Regions from separate parts of the Mus musculus genome. Here regions 1 and 2 are each linked to region 3. The links are chromatin contacts, called in public ChIA-PET and HiChIP or PLAC-seq maps. All regions are on one chromosome and are shown on one strand. Each heading gives the region's core, a stretch centred on a gene start, on an enhancer-like site or on the middle of the called end of the contact. The rest is flanking DNA. Distances are from core to core; before and after follow the strand shown.

Region 1 (3,754 bases), core at 842-3,341, 290 kb after region 3:
TAGCAACGTGGGCTCCTGTCGTTGCATTTGGGAGGGGACTGAGACTCTATGGGATTAGTGGTTCTGAGCCTAGAAGACAGTGTTCATTACTCCTGCATGTGCACCTTATATTTGCTGTTTGCTGTTCTCAGGGTTAGATGTAGGCTGGTGTTGAGGGCAGGAATGTAGCTGAGGGTAGTCTCTTACCAAAGTCAAGTGTAGATCTGGGTTCAGCTAGGAATGATGAGCTTCAGGGACAGTTCTGGAGACAATGCCTGCAAGTAGTATGGTCAAGTCTACTTGCCTGCTCCCTGTTTGGCTTCAAGGATGACTTCTGCACATTGTAAGACATGGTCCTCACCACTGCTGTCTGAGCTCCAGAGACCTCATAAAGAGCCAACGACTAGTGGATAAACTCATCCCATTTGAATTGCATCTCTAGGACTTAGGTGGCCAAAGACACTGGACTCGGGTGGGGTGATCCTAAGAGTTAGACAGGCCTTCTCCTCTAGCCCTAAGCCATCTGTTCAGCCCAGGATGTCCCACTTGGCTTAAGACAGATTTGTTCCTATGTAACAGGGCAGGGAGCTGGGACAGTAGAGACAAGCCCTAGGAGAGGATACATTTGCTGGTTCTTAGCTTATGCTCATTTTGGGCAGCAAGGTAGGCAGAGTTTAGGCCAAGGCTACCAGCATAAGAGCTCAAGGCCTCTGATTCTCAGAAGTATTCCATCATCAGTCATAACAAATTAAAGCCAGTAGAGCCCTTGCTTCTACCTATGGGTATTAGGTTGCTTTCTCAGGAGACTGAGGCAATCAAGTGATCACTCATTACAGGAGAGGAGGGGAGGGGAGGGGAGGGAGAGAGGGAGAGAATGAGAGTGAGAGAACAAATGAACCAAAACAAACAGCAGCAACAAAAACCAGTGCTTCATGCTGGACCTGGTGTAGTACATACCTCTTAGGAGGCTGAGACAGAAGAATAATGAGTTTAAGGCTAATTTGGGCTGTATATTGAAGCCTTATCTCTAAACAAAAAAACAAAACAAAACAAGGATCTGGAGAGATGGCTCAGCTATTAAAAAGAGTATTGGCTACTCTTCTGGAGGACCCTGCTTCAACTCACAACTATCTGTAACTCCAGTCCTAGGGAATCAATAACCCTTTCTGACTTATACAGACAACAGACATGCATGTGCTTACACGAAGGCAAAGCACCCATATGCATAAATAATTTTAAAACTGTGTGTGTATAATGTATACATATATATGTGTACACACACACACACACACACACACACCTCTTCCCCTGGCACTTAGCCACATCCCAGTCCTACTTGCCCATTAAAGGATATGCTGAAAAGGTTGGTTGTAAGCTCTGCTTTTTCTTTTTTCCCTTTCCTTTCCTTTCCTTTCCTTTCCTTCCCTTCCCTTTCCCTTTCCCTTTCCCTTTCCCTTTCTCTTTTTTCCCTTTTCCCTTTTCCCTTTTCCCTTTTCCCTTTTCCCTTTTCCTTTCCCTTTCCCCCTTTCCCCCTTTCCCCCTTTCCCTCTTTCTCTCTTTCTCTCTTTCTTTCTTTCTTTCTTTCTTTCTTTCTTTCTTTCTTTCTTTCTTTCTTTCTTTCTTAGAACTGGGTGGTAACTGTATATACCTTTAATCTTAGCTCTTGGGAGGCAGGGGCAGATGGATCTATAAGTTTGAGGAAACAGAAATTTTGCCTCAAAAAACAAGAGAGAGGGAGAGAGAGAGACAGAGACAAAGACACCCTGACTGACAGACTGACTCTGTTAGGGTTTTATTGATGTGAAGAGACACCATGACCATGGTAACTCTTATAAAGGAAAATATTTAATTGGGGCTGGCTTGCAGTTTCAGAGGTTTAAATCTGTTATATCATCATGTCGAGAAGATGATGGTAGTATGCAGGCAGGCATGGTATTTGAGCAGGAACTGAGAGTTCTACATCTTCATCCTCAGGCAGTAAGGAGGAAATTGTGGGTTTCATACTGAGCTGAGCTTGAGCTTTTAAGACCTCAAAACCCTGCCTTCACAGTGGCACACTTCCTCTAACAAGGTCACATCTCATAAGGCCACTCCCTATGGCTAAGCGTTCAAACACATAACTATGGAGGCCATTCCTGTTCAAACCAATATACACATACTCACCCACTCCACACACACATGGGGAGAGGGGGGAGGGAAGATACTGAGACTGACTCTTTGTAGTTCTGCCTGCCCTGGAACTCACTATGTAGATAGACTAGGCTGGCCTTGAGCTCACAAAGATCCTCCTATCTCTCTCTCTCTCTCTCTCCTAAGTGCTGTGACTAAAGTATGTGCCTCGGTGCCCATTCAGACCTGGCTTTTTATGTGTGATGAACTCAGGTCCTCATGCTTGCACAGTAGTTGTTTTATAGTTGAACTATCTCCCTAGCCCTAAGATCAGTATTTTCATTGACCCATATTAGAAGTTATCCTAGGAAACCTGAAGAGCATTAGTCACCAAGTAGCTTCTAGCTGGGAGAGACAAGTGAATCAGGTATTGAGATGCCATAGCTGTGTCAAATGTGGGTTTGGTTCCCAGCACTAATATCAGGAAGTTCATAACTCCTTGTAACTTCAGTTTTAGGAGCTACAGTATCTTCTTCTTGGTTCCGTAGGCACGAGGTATACACATGGTGCAAATGCATAGTGTCCACTCTGGGTTGGCCATCGGTAACCAGAGTACCTCTCACAATAGCCTGAATACCAGCTAATACTGGTGTTACAAGGACTGGGAAAGAAACACTGAGTGCTCAGGATACTGTGCCAGGGCATGTTGCTGAGGCAAGGTGGGCAGAGGCCGAGTGAATGGAATGCTGGAGCATAACTGAAGCTCAGGCTAAAAACATCCAAGAACTACAGAGTTTGACTTGGTATGAAGTGTGAGATGTAGATCAAAGTTCATTCTTTGGGTCTGTGCATGTCTAGGTATCATAGCACCATTTATTGAAAAGACTGCCTTTTCTCTATCAGTTTGCTTTTGTACTTTTGTCAAGAGTAAGTTGGGCATGTTTGCATGGATTCCACTAAGCTTTTATTTTGAGGACTTGGAAAAGTGCAGAGGGCTGACTGTAGAAGTGCAGCGGGCTGACTATAGTGATATACACCTATAACACATACTCCTGCCACTTCTGCATACTTGTAGGTGGGTTAGTGTACATGGATGGTCAAAGGGAGGCCTATTCCCTTAGAAACAATTTGGATATTCCTTCTCTTACACTGAGGGTACAGTACAGAGTGCCTGACAGTCAAGTACAGTCTATGGCTTACTGCTTAGTGTGCCCTAACCCTAGGATCTAAGATCCAAACAGACGAACCTCTCAAATAGCTTCATTTTTGGTATTTCCTAATTTACTAACTTGAGGTGCGGTGAGTAGTGCTATTGAAAGCCATCAGTGTATAGCCGTGGCTGCCGGGACCCCCCCCCCCTTTTTTTTAAAGATTTATTTATTTTATGTATATGAGTACATTGTAGCTGTACATATGGTTGTGAGCCTTCATGTGGTTTTTGGGTATTGAATTTAGGACCTCTGCTCACTCTGGTCAGCCCTGCTCACTCAGGCCCAAAGATTTATTAATTTTTATATCTTAAGTACACTGTAGCTGTCTTCAGATGCACCAGAAGAGGGCATTAGATCTCATTATGGGTGGTTGTGAGCCACCATGTGGTTGCTGGGATTTGAACTCAGGACCTTCAGAGGAGCAGTCAGTGCTCTTACCCACTGAGCCATCTCAC
Region 2 (3,792 bases), core at 760-3,259, 330 kb after region 3:
AGTCCTACGCCCGGCCAGAATACATACACGCCACGAGGTCCCCACGCGCCCTAAAGTTGCCGCGGGGAATGACCCCCAACCGTGCCGCTCCCTTGCTGCCCCCCGGCGCACGTGGCCGCCGCCCGACTCGGGCGCTCACCTCGGGCGCACAGCGCCAGCCGGAGCAGCTCCAACAGCTGCTCCCCCAGCTCACACGCGTCCAGGCCCAGCATGGTAGCCGCGGCCCGCCGCGGAGCCGCCGCCCGCTCGGCTCAGCCCCGGCGCGACTGCGGTGAGCTCATCCCGGCCGGGAGCGCCCCCCGCGCCCAGCGCCGCGCCCGCGCCGCGCGCCCCCAGCCGCTCCGCGGACCCCGCGCAGCCCGCAGAGACGCGCGTTTCGTCCGCACCGCGCCGGAACCCGGTCGTCCCTGCCGCGCCCGGCGCCGGGACGCGTCGCCAGGGACCCAGAGCTGCCCCACCCCCACGTGGAGTCGGGTCCCCCGGGATCCCCTGGGCGGGGCGTGCTGGCCAGGGACGCCAAGTGGAACAGGTGCGACGCCCCCACGTCCCTGGACTCCCATTATCAGCAAGCGGCGCAGGACACACCTGGAGCCCCCCCCCCTCCGCCCGCAACCCTCCACCTGCTCCCTCCCTCTTGTCTGGGTAAAGGGGACTCCTGGGGCCTATCAGCCTCCAGCTGGGCCACACCCTGTTGGTTCTTGGTACCCACACACTGAAGTGCAGTCCGGGCCACACAGACTCAAGATCTCTTAAAGCTTATTGGTACAGACTGTGAATGTGGGGGGCGGGGAGGGGCGGATGTCTGTGGGGACCTGGGACCCAGACAATTCTGCAGGTTCCTAGACTGGGAAAAAACTAAAGAAACAGAAAGTAGATGCTGAGGGATTTCTTAATCTTGACGTCCAGAGGAGACCTAGGGATGGAAGGGAATGTTGGTTAGTTAAGGCAGGTGACTGGTGAGCTGGGCCTTCAGCTGAGGACCGCAGAACCAAAGGCCTGGATCAGCTTAAGGAAGAAGTAGTGCAAAGCAGTTTCTTGCATTTCTGGGCGTATCCAAGCAGCAGGCTCACCTTTGTTTTGCTGTGCCAACCATGAATGCTGAAGTATTGGGCTAGTGACTACACTGTCCACCACCTTTCCAAAGCAAGATCCTGCAAGGAGGCCCAAGATGCCTGGGAGATGCCCCTGTGCCCTTTGGCAAGTGTGTAATGTTAGACACTGGGGATAGTTTCAGCTGCCAGCAGCCTGCAACCTCTAGAACTGCCTATTCACCCAGGGAGGACAGCTGGCCTGGGGCCAGCCTGACCTTGTGTTTAAGTGAAGTAGGACTGGGAGAAGGCTGGGATCTTTGGGTGATGTACCATATCTGGTTAGGACACCTTTCCAGTCACTCTGATTCATTGGATAAACTCAAATGCCATGTTGAAGGTTCCTGGTCTCAGTAAGGCCAATTACCCCTCCTGTGGCCCCTGGCATTCCTAGGGTAGGGAAGAGAAAGAGGGCATCCGATCTTCAGAAAAGAAGAAACAACCCACTCGTGACTTTAATAAATGGATCAATGACCTGCCAGGTGAGGCTTCCATCATACAAACCCTATGGCTCTACATACCTGTCATATCTGTGAAAAGATACTCTTAGGTCCAGTCAAGCCACACCCTTGACCCCACAACCCTGACTACGCTGGTCTCTGCACTCCTTGCTGGTCCACAAATGGAGTTGAGACTTCAGGACCCTAAACCACTGTTTCCAACCTGATCTATCTGGCTACACTCTGTCCTATTCCAGAGCTTCAGTGACAAGTCCCATCTCTGAGACCAAGCCCTGAGGCAAGTAAGCCACCAGACTAAGGCTCGTCTGCTTTGCAGGCATCTGAGGTTTCAGGATGTCCACACTGCAGGCTATCCCAAGTCACATCTTGCGAGGGCTCAGGCATCTCTGTGGTTCGAGAACCCGTGTATCTCATGGGTCTCGAGGCTCACACGGTTAACCTTAGCGGGCGGGGCCGGCATGGGGCGGGGCGTTTCCTCTCGGGAGGTCCGCCATGGCCATGGTTACCCGCTGCACACCCCACGGCGGGTGCTCCCGAATGCAGAGACCGCATCTCAGCAAGGTGGGCCCTCGGCCTGTGGGCATAGAGTTTGGGCAGGAGAGAGGGCATGGAACGCGGCAGGTGAGGGGGGGGGGCGGTGAACAGACCCAGGAAACCATTGGGAGCTCATAATAACAGCACTGGGTAGCTGGGGTCCTGGCCTTTACTGCCTCAGTCTGTTGTCCCTGCGTAGGTGATCTGGGGAACCTGGGGGCAAGTGTGTGCGATCTGAGTCACTCCCCTCACCCCACACCCACCCCCGCGTTCGCTCTCAGATGGAGCGGGTAGTCGTGAGTATGCAGGACCCTGACCAAGGCGTGAAGATGCGGAGCCAGCGCCTTCTGATCACTGTCATTCCCCACGCGGTAGCGGGTGAGGCTCGTGGACACCCTGGGGGAGCAGGGCGCCGCGGTCTCCGCCCACTTCGCTTCTCCTGTGTAGGCAGAGACCTCGTGGAATGGCTGGTTCAGAAGTTCTGCATCTTGGAGGATGGTGAGAGTCGGCGCACCGCGGCTTGGGGCGGGGACTGGCAGAGCGCTCACTTTCCTTCTCCTTAGAAGCCCTGCACCTGGGCACACTCCTGGCGCAGCACGGCTACATCTACCCACTGCGTGAGTCCCGAGACCTGACACTCAGGCCGGACGAGACCCCCTACAGGTTCCAGGTCAGGCCCCGGGTTGCAGGGTGCACCCCTACTTAGGGAGGGTGGAGCTTACTGGGGTTGGAGCGGGACGTTGTGACATCACTAGAACGAACCCGCCTCCTCCCCACAAAAATCTGGACTGAGGCAAATCCAGGGAGCTTCAACTTTCTGGTGCTGCAGCACTCACGCAAAGGTCTGCGGGGCATTCAGCTGGGGTCCCAGCAGGTCTCATCCTTGAAATTTTCTCTACCTGGTGTAGTGATAGGATCCCTGCATCTCAGTGTGTGAGTCCAGGCCAACCCAAGCTCAGGTTCCACTGGCATTCCGAGTCAGGGAGGTAGTCCTTTTACAGGACCCGGAGTTCCAGGTAGAAAGAATGGGCAGTGGTAGCGCACACCTTTAATCCCAGCACTCAAGAGGCAGAGGCAGGAGGGTCTCTGTTTGAGGCCACCCTGGTTTAACAGAATGAGTTCCAGGACAGCCCAGGCTACACGGAGAAACTCTGTTTCAACCCCCACTTCTCCCAAAAGAGAATGAGCAGTGGTCAGCTGGAGCATCTCATAAGGATGCACCCTCTGACGTCACTGCTGGGTGCTATGAGCTGGTGGGCGGTACTTGGGAGAGAAATGGGAATGTCTTTGGATGTCATTTTCCCTGCACAACACAAGACACCCTACTTTTGGACAAGCACTATGTGGCCAGCTGCTGAGCTAGACTATGGTAAGTGGGATGCGTGTACATCCAGACTGGGAATGGGTGGTCCCAGGGCAAGGCCATGGGGTTAACAGTGATGGCCCTCTGCATTATGTTCCTGTCCTTCCAGCCATCTATCTGGCTAAGAAGAACATCCAAAAACAAGGGGCTTTAGTGGACTATGAGAAGGTAAGCCCTCCAGCAGGCTAAGTCCAGCAAAGACTCACCCCTTGAGCCAGAGCATGCAGCCTAGGCTACTAGATAATCCACACATACCCCTGCCCACTCACTGCAGCCTCACTGGGAAGGGCCCCAGACGGGGAGGCTTAGGGTTCCCAGAAGGGGAGGCAGCCTCTGTTTAAGCCCA
Region 3 (4,162 bases), core at 1,518-4,017:
CACCTTTGTTTTGGATTTCTGGTCTCCAGAAGTGTAACAAAACAAACTTGTTTTCTATTACCAAGCTTTGGGTTAATTTGTTACAGTAGCCACAGAGGGCACAGAGAAGCAAGAAGGGCAACAGTAAGGGCTGGGGAGAAACCTCAGGGGCACTGGACTCAGTGACCATAGACACGTGGGACTGGGCTAAGGAAAAGAATGTGAGTCCTGCTCAGTTCAGGCTGTGTGAGACAAAGACACCAGTGCCTCTAAGGGAGAAATATAGCGAGGCTGGATGCTCACTCATCAAGTATTGCCTCTACGCTAACCCCAGAGAGAGAAGCCAGGACAGAGGCCAAAGCTAGGAGAGTGTGGAAGGACCAGAGTAACGTAGGTTTCTAACACAACACAAAATCTAAGACCTGGGGCTCTCAAGGGCCCTGATAATTTGGTAATAAAGATAAACTCATTTGAAAAAGCCAAAATCAGCTCCAGGAGCCTGCATGTCTGACCTTAACAGGAACCCAGCCTCAACAACTGCTTGCCATGGCTGGAGAGTCCAACTTACAGGGTCCAGACAATGGCCAGCATCAGGCACTCAGGATCTCCAGGAAGCAGGTGCTCACACAGGCCAACTGCAAGCAAAGTCTCCTCTCCCATCTGATGGCCTCTGACCTCAGTAATTAGGGAAAGTGTTGGTGCATCCAGAGCAGCAACTCCCACAGGAGGGTATTAACCAGAGGCCAAGAACCCTTAAATGTCTTGTTGAGCGCTGTTCTCTAACGCAGCCTCCCTGTGGGGAAGGGGAAGCAAGAAGATCAATCTAGGGCTGTCATCAGTCTCCCTATTTCCTGGTTTTTTGTTTGTTTATTTTTCAGACAGGGTTTCTCTGTGTGCTGAGACTAAATGTGTATATGCTACGCGATGCTTTAGGAACTAGTTTTGGCCGGCGTGGTGGCGCATGCCTTTAATCCCAGCACTCAGGAGGCAGAGGCAGGCAGATTTCTGAGTTCGAGGCCAGCCTGGTCTACAAAGTGAGCTCCAGGACAGGCAGGGCTATACAGAGAAACCCTGTCTCGAAAAACCAAAAAAAAAAAAAAAAAAAAGAATTAATTTTGATTCTTTGTTTTGTTTTGTTTGTTTTGTTTTCCAGACAGTTTCTCTCACTGTGGACTAGCCTCTGACTCTCCAGTACCACCACCAACAGGCCCCAGTTGAAATTTAAGTAGCTCCCTGGCTGTCCCAGGCCCTCTTCCAGGGGCTCTCCTTGAGACAGGGCATGTTTAGAACAGTGTTGCACTTTGATGGAGAGAAAGAATCATCCACGACCTCTCCTGAACTTGGACATATGGAAGATGCTCACACCCCCAGCTCCTCTGCCCAAAATCCCACGAATAATCTATGGGAAAAGCAAGCCAGGTATGCAGAGGCTGAGGCTGTAAAAGGGAGAGTCTGACTCAGGTCCAGTCAAGGTCACTACCAATGTCAGACATCCATAACCATCTGTCAGGGGCTGCTCAGAGTGGGTGAGGGGTTGGACTTCAGGACTTTCCCCGAGTCTGGACTGATAACTTTTCAGAGGCATTTCTAGAGTGGCCACCCTATATCTCATCCTTGGGCCATGTCACTCACATAGTTTAACAGTTTGACTACACTCACACCCCTGGTCACTCCGGCTGAATAGACACCTCAAACACAGCCCCAAGCAGGAGCCATGTTTAACCCTGAGCTCCATGATGTAGTATGGGGCAGAGTAGCCCACGCAACCTTTGAACTAACTGTTGGCAATCAAGCGTGAACGTCTCGGACATTTTCTAAAATCCAGCCCCTGTGAGAAATGAACCACTTCAAACCACACAAAGGTGAGAATCAGAGAAGTACCCTTGTCCGTGCACTTGTCGCTTCGAATTTCATTTCAATAGTCACTGACCGCCTCCTGCTATCTATCCGTGGACCTCGAGCTAATGCCAGCCGTCTCAGCGTCACACAAAGCTCATCTGAGCCCAAAGTGTCCCAGACCCGAGGATTCCTGCATCTGGGTTCCCCAAGCTCCATTCTGTTACCGCCCATGCCCACAAGGCTTGGCTTGTTGAACCTCAGGACCTGAGCGCGACCTCAGGCTTCCAAGAGATCGCGACCGCTATGGTTTCCATGGCGCAGAACCAAATCCTGTCTATAAATCTCACGGTACCCACATTTTCTCCTTTCCCTTGGACGACAGCAACAACACTTTGGGATCTGGTGGGATATGTTGTTCTGCAAACGCTTGCCAATAGAGAAACGGAGCGCAACAGAAAAGACACAGGCATAATGCTGTTACATTAACATGCTTGCGTCACAATTCGTATGCCCTACGGACTGCAGTCTCGCTCAACAGCGCCGCTGGTGTAGTGGTATCATGCAAGATTCCCATTCTTGCGACCCGGGTTCGATTCCCGGGCGGCGCATGTTCTTTTTATTTTCCCGTTCATCTCTGAAAAGGAAGGATGCCTTGCAATCTTAAACACCATTCCAAAAAAGGTGAGGCGCAAACGCAACAAATGAGCTTTTAAACAAATACAGCTGAAAGACTCCAGGAAACCATAGCCTCTACTCGAGCCTTGTTCCTTGTCCGAAGTCACCGCTAAATCCCGGCCGCCGGAATCAGTTTCCCGCAGATGCAAACCCTTTTAGGAGTTGAGAGGCCTCCTAACAGTTATACTGTTGCAAGCGGCTGGCCCTTTCGACCACAACTCCCGTAGTGCCCCGCGCAGGAGCTGGACCACAGCTCCCGTGGTGCCCCGCGCGCATTCTGGCTGGGGCTGGCCGCACCGCTGCGATGATGATGGCTGCGGCTGCTGAGAGAAACAAGGAGCCCATCCTGTCCGTACTCCGCCAGTATGTGGATCCTGCCCAGCGCTGTGTTCGCGTGCTCGAGGTGGCCTCGGGCTCTGGACAGCACGCGGCACACTTTGCACAGGCCTTCCCGAATGCCGAGTGGCAGCCGTCGGACGTGGACCAACGCTGCCTGGACAGGTGCGGCGGCGCGGTGTCTTTCCCTTGCGGCCGCTTGGGGCTGAGTGAACGGCGGGGCTGGCAGACCGGAAATCAGGACAGGCCTAGGTTTGGGTGCCAGACTGAGGTAGTAGAAGCAATGGGCTGTAGGGTCGACAAAGATACCCGCTTGCTGCTCCTCAGGACTTTCCCCCCACACCCCGATCACTGAGGGGCCTCGTCAGCCCTTGCCCATGCGCTGCTGCTCTCCACAGCATTGCCGCCACCACCCGAGCCCAAGGGTTGTCCAATGTGAAGGCTCCGCTGTACCTGGACGTGACCTGGGAGTGGGAGCAATGGGGCGGCATCCCACCCCGATCGCTGGACCTGTTGCTCTGCATCAATATGATCCACATCAGCCCCCTGAACTGCACAGAGGTGGGGACCACTGTGGAGCCCAGCTTTCACGTTGCAAAGAGGAAAGCATGAGTCTCCAGCTCCCGGCTTACTGTGCCCTACTTGCCTTCCTCTGCAGGGGCTCTTTAGAGCAGCAGGACACCTGCTCAAAACCAAGGCTGTGCTGATCACCTACGGGGTGAGTGACCCTACCTTAAGACACCCCTATCAGCCTTGGGTGTTTCCCCACTCTTGAAGCCCAGGGCCCGGGACCTAGCTAGCCCTTTTCCTTCTTGAGTGCAGAAAAAAGTTATTCTTTCTATACTCCTATGGAAAGAACTCCATCCTATCCTGCAAACTAGCTGTGTGGGAACGACTGACTTTGGGCCTATGTATTGTGTCTTGTTCTCACAGCCCTATGCCGTCAATGGGAAGATCTCTCCCCAGAGCAACGTGGACTTTGACCTGACCCTCAGATGCAGGTCAGATCTGGCTAGGAGGTAGCTTGGCTCAGAGAGAGGGTAGGCGGGATCATAACCTCAACTCTGCAAATGCCTTCTACCTTCCTCCCCAACTGCAGGAACCCAGAGTGGGGGCTTCGTGACACAGTCCTTCTGGAGGAACTAGGCCAGGCCAGTGGCTTGGTCCTGGAGAGGATGGTAGGCAGGGCGATGTGGGGGTGGGGAGCCTCCCTGTGATTAAGAGTCACTCCAGCCTGGCATGGTGGCGCACGCCTGTAATCCCAGCACTTGGGAGGCAGAGTGAGTTCCAGGACAGCCAAGGCTACACAGAGAAACCCTGTCTCGAAAAAACC

Evidence for each region. ChIA-PET counts read pairs in DNA pulled down with a chosen protein or histone mark. HiChIP or PLAC-seq counts read pairs in DNA pulled down with a chosen protein or histone mark.
Region 1: a contact with region 3 is called in an RNA polymerase II ChIA-PET map of memory CD8 T cells, with 21 read pairs. The contact joins the enhancer-like site here to the promoter of Mettl26 in region 3. A contact is called at or near these places in 6 of 39 promoter capture datasets (3T3-L1-derived adipocytes, the HPC-7 cell line, embryonic stem cells and 3 more), 2 of 115 datasets of contacts at active chromatin or transcription factors (the 230-238 cell line and memory CD8 T cells) and 2 of 9 other capture datasets (adipose tissue and pancreatic islet).
Region 2: a contact with region 3 is called in an H3K4me3 HiChIP or PLAC-seq map of embryonic stem cells, with 6 times the contacts expected there. The contact joins the promoter of Rgs11 here to the promoter of Mettl26 in region 3. A contact is called at or near these places in 8 of 39 promoter capture datasets (3T3-L1-derived adipocytes, HPC-7-derived erythroid cells, embryonic stem cells and 4 more), 3 of 115 datasets of contacts at active chromatin or transcription factors (embryonic stem cells and memory CD8 T cells) and 1 of 9 other capture datasets (pancreatic islet).

Annotation. Positions count from the first base shown.
Region 1 is chr17:26,166,185-26,169,938 of GRCm38.p6, forward strand. The region is part of intron 2 of Axin1 (axin 1); the gene reads left to right. Among named protein-coding and RNA genes, the nearest start is that of Gm46600, 29 kb to the left of the region's middle. Within about 2 kb of position 2,092, at least 95 of the 459 cell types and tissues checked have an H3K27ac peak or open chromatin away from gene starts, as enhancers often do. A contact at or near this core is called in the 230-238 cell line, the HPC-7 cell line, adipose tissue and 2 more, where this site is marked.
Region 2 is chr17:26,200,932-26,204,723 of GRCm38.p6, forward strand. Rgs11 (regulator of G-protein signaling 11) reads left to right here and starts at 2,010. Exons shown (of 17, transcript NM_001081069.2): 1 at 2,010-2,110; 2 at 2,365-2,461; 3 at 2,531-2,581; 4 at 2,647-2,753; 5 at 3,401-3,452; 6 at 3,556-3,614. The coding sequence starts at 2,042. Arhgdig (Rho GDP dissociation inhibitor (GDI) gamma) reads right to left here and starts at 419. Exons shown (of 6, transcript NM_008113.3): 1 at 140-419. The coding sequence starts at 212.
Region 3 is chr17:25,872,733-25,876,894 of GRCm38.p6, forward strand. It overlaps Mettl26 (methyltransferase like 26), which reads left to right and starts at 2,768. Exons shown (of 6, transcript NM_026686.2): 1 at 2,768-2,994; 2 at 3,228-3,390; 3 at 3,488-3,547; 4 at 3,763-3,830; 5 at 3,929-4,007. The coding sequence starts at 2,798. It overlaps n-TGccc7 (a tRNA gene), which reads left to right and starts at 2,356; the gene lies at 2,356-2,426.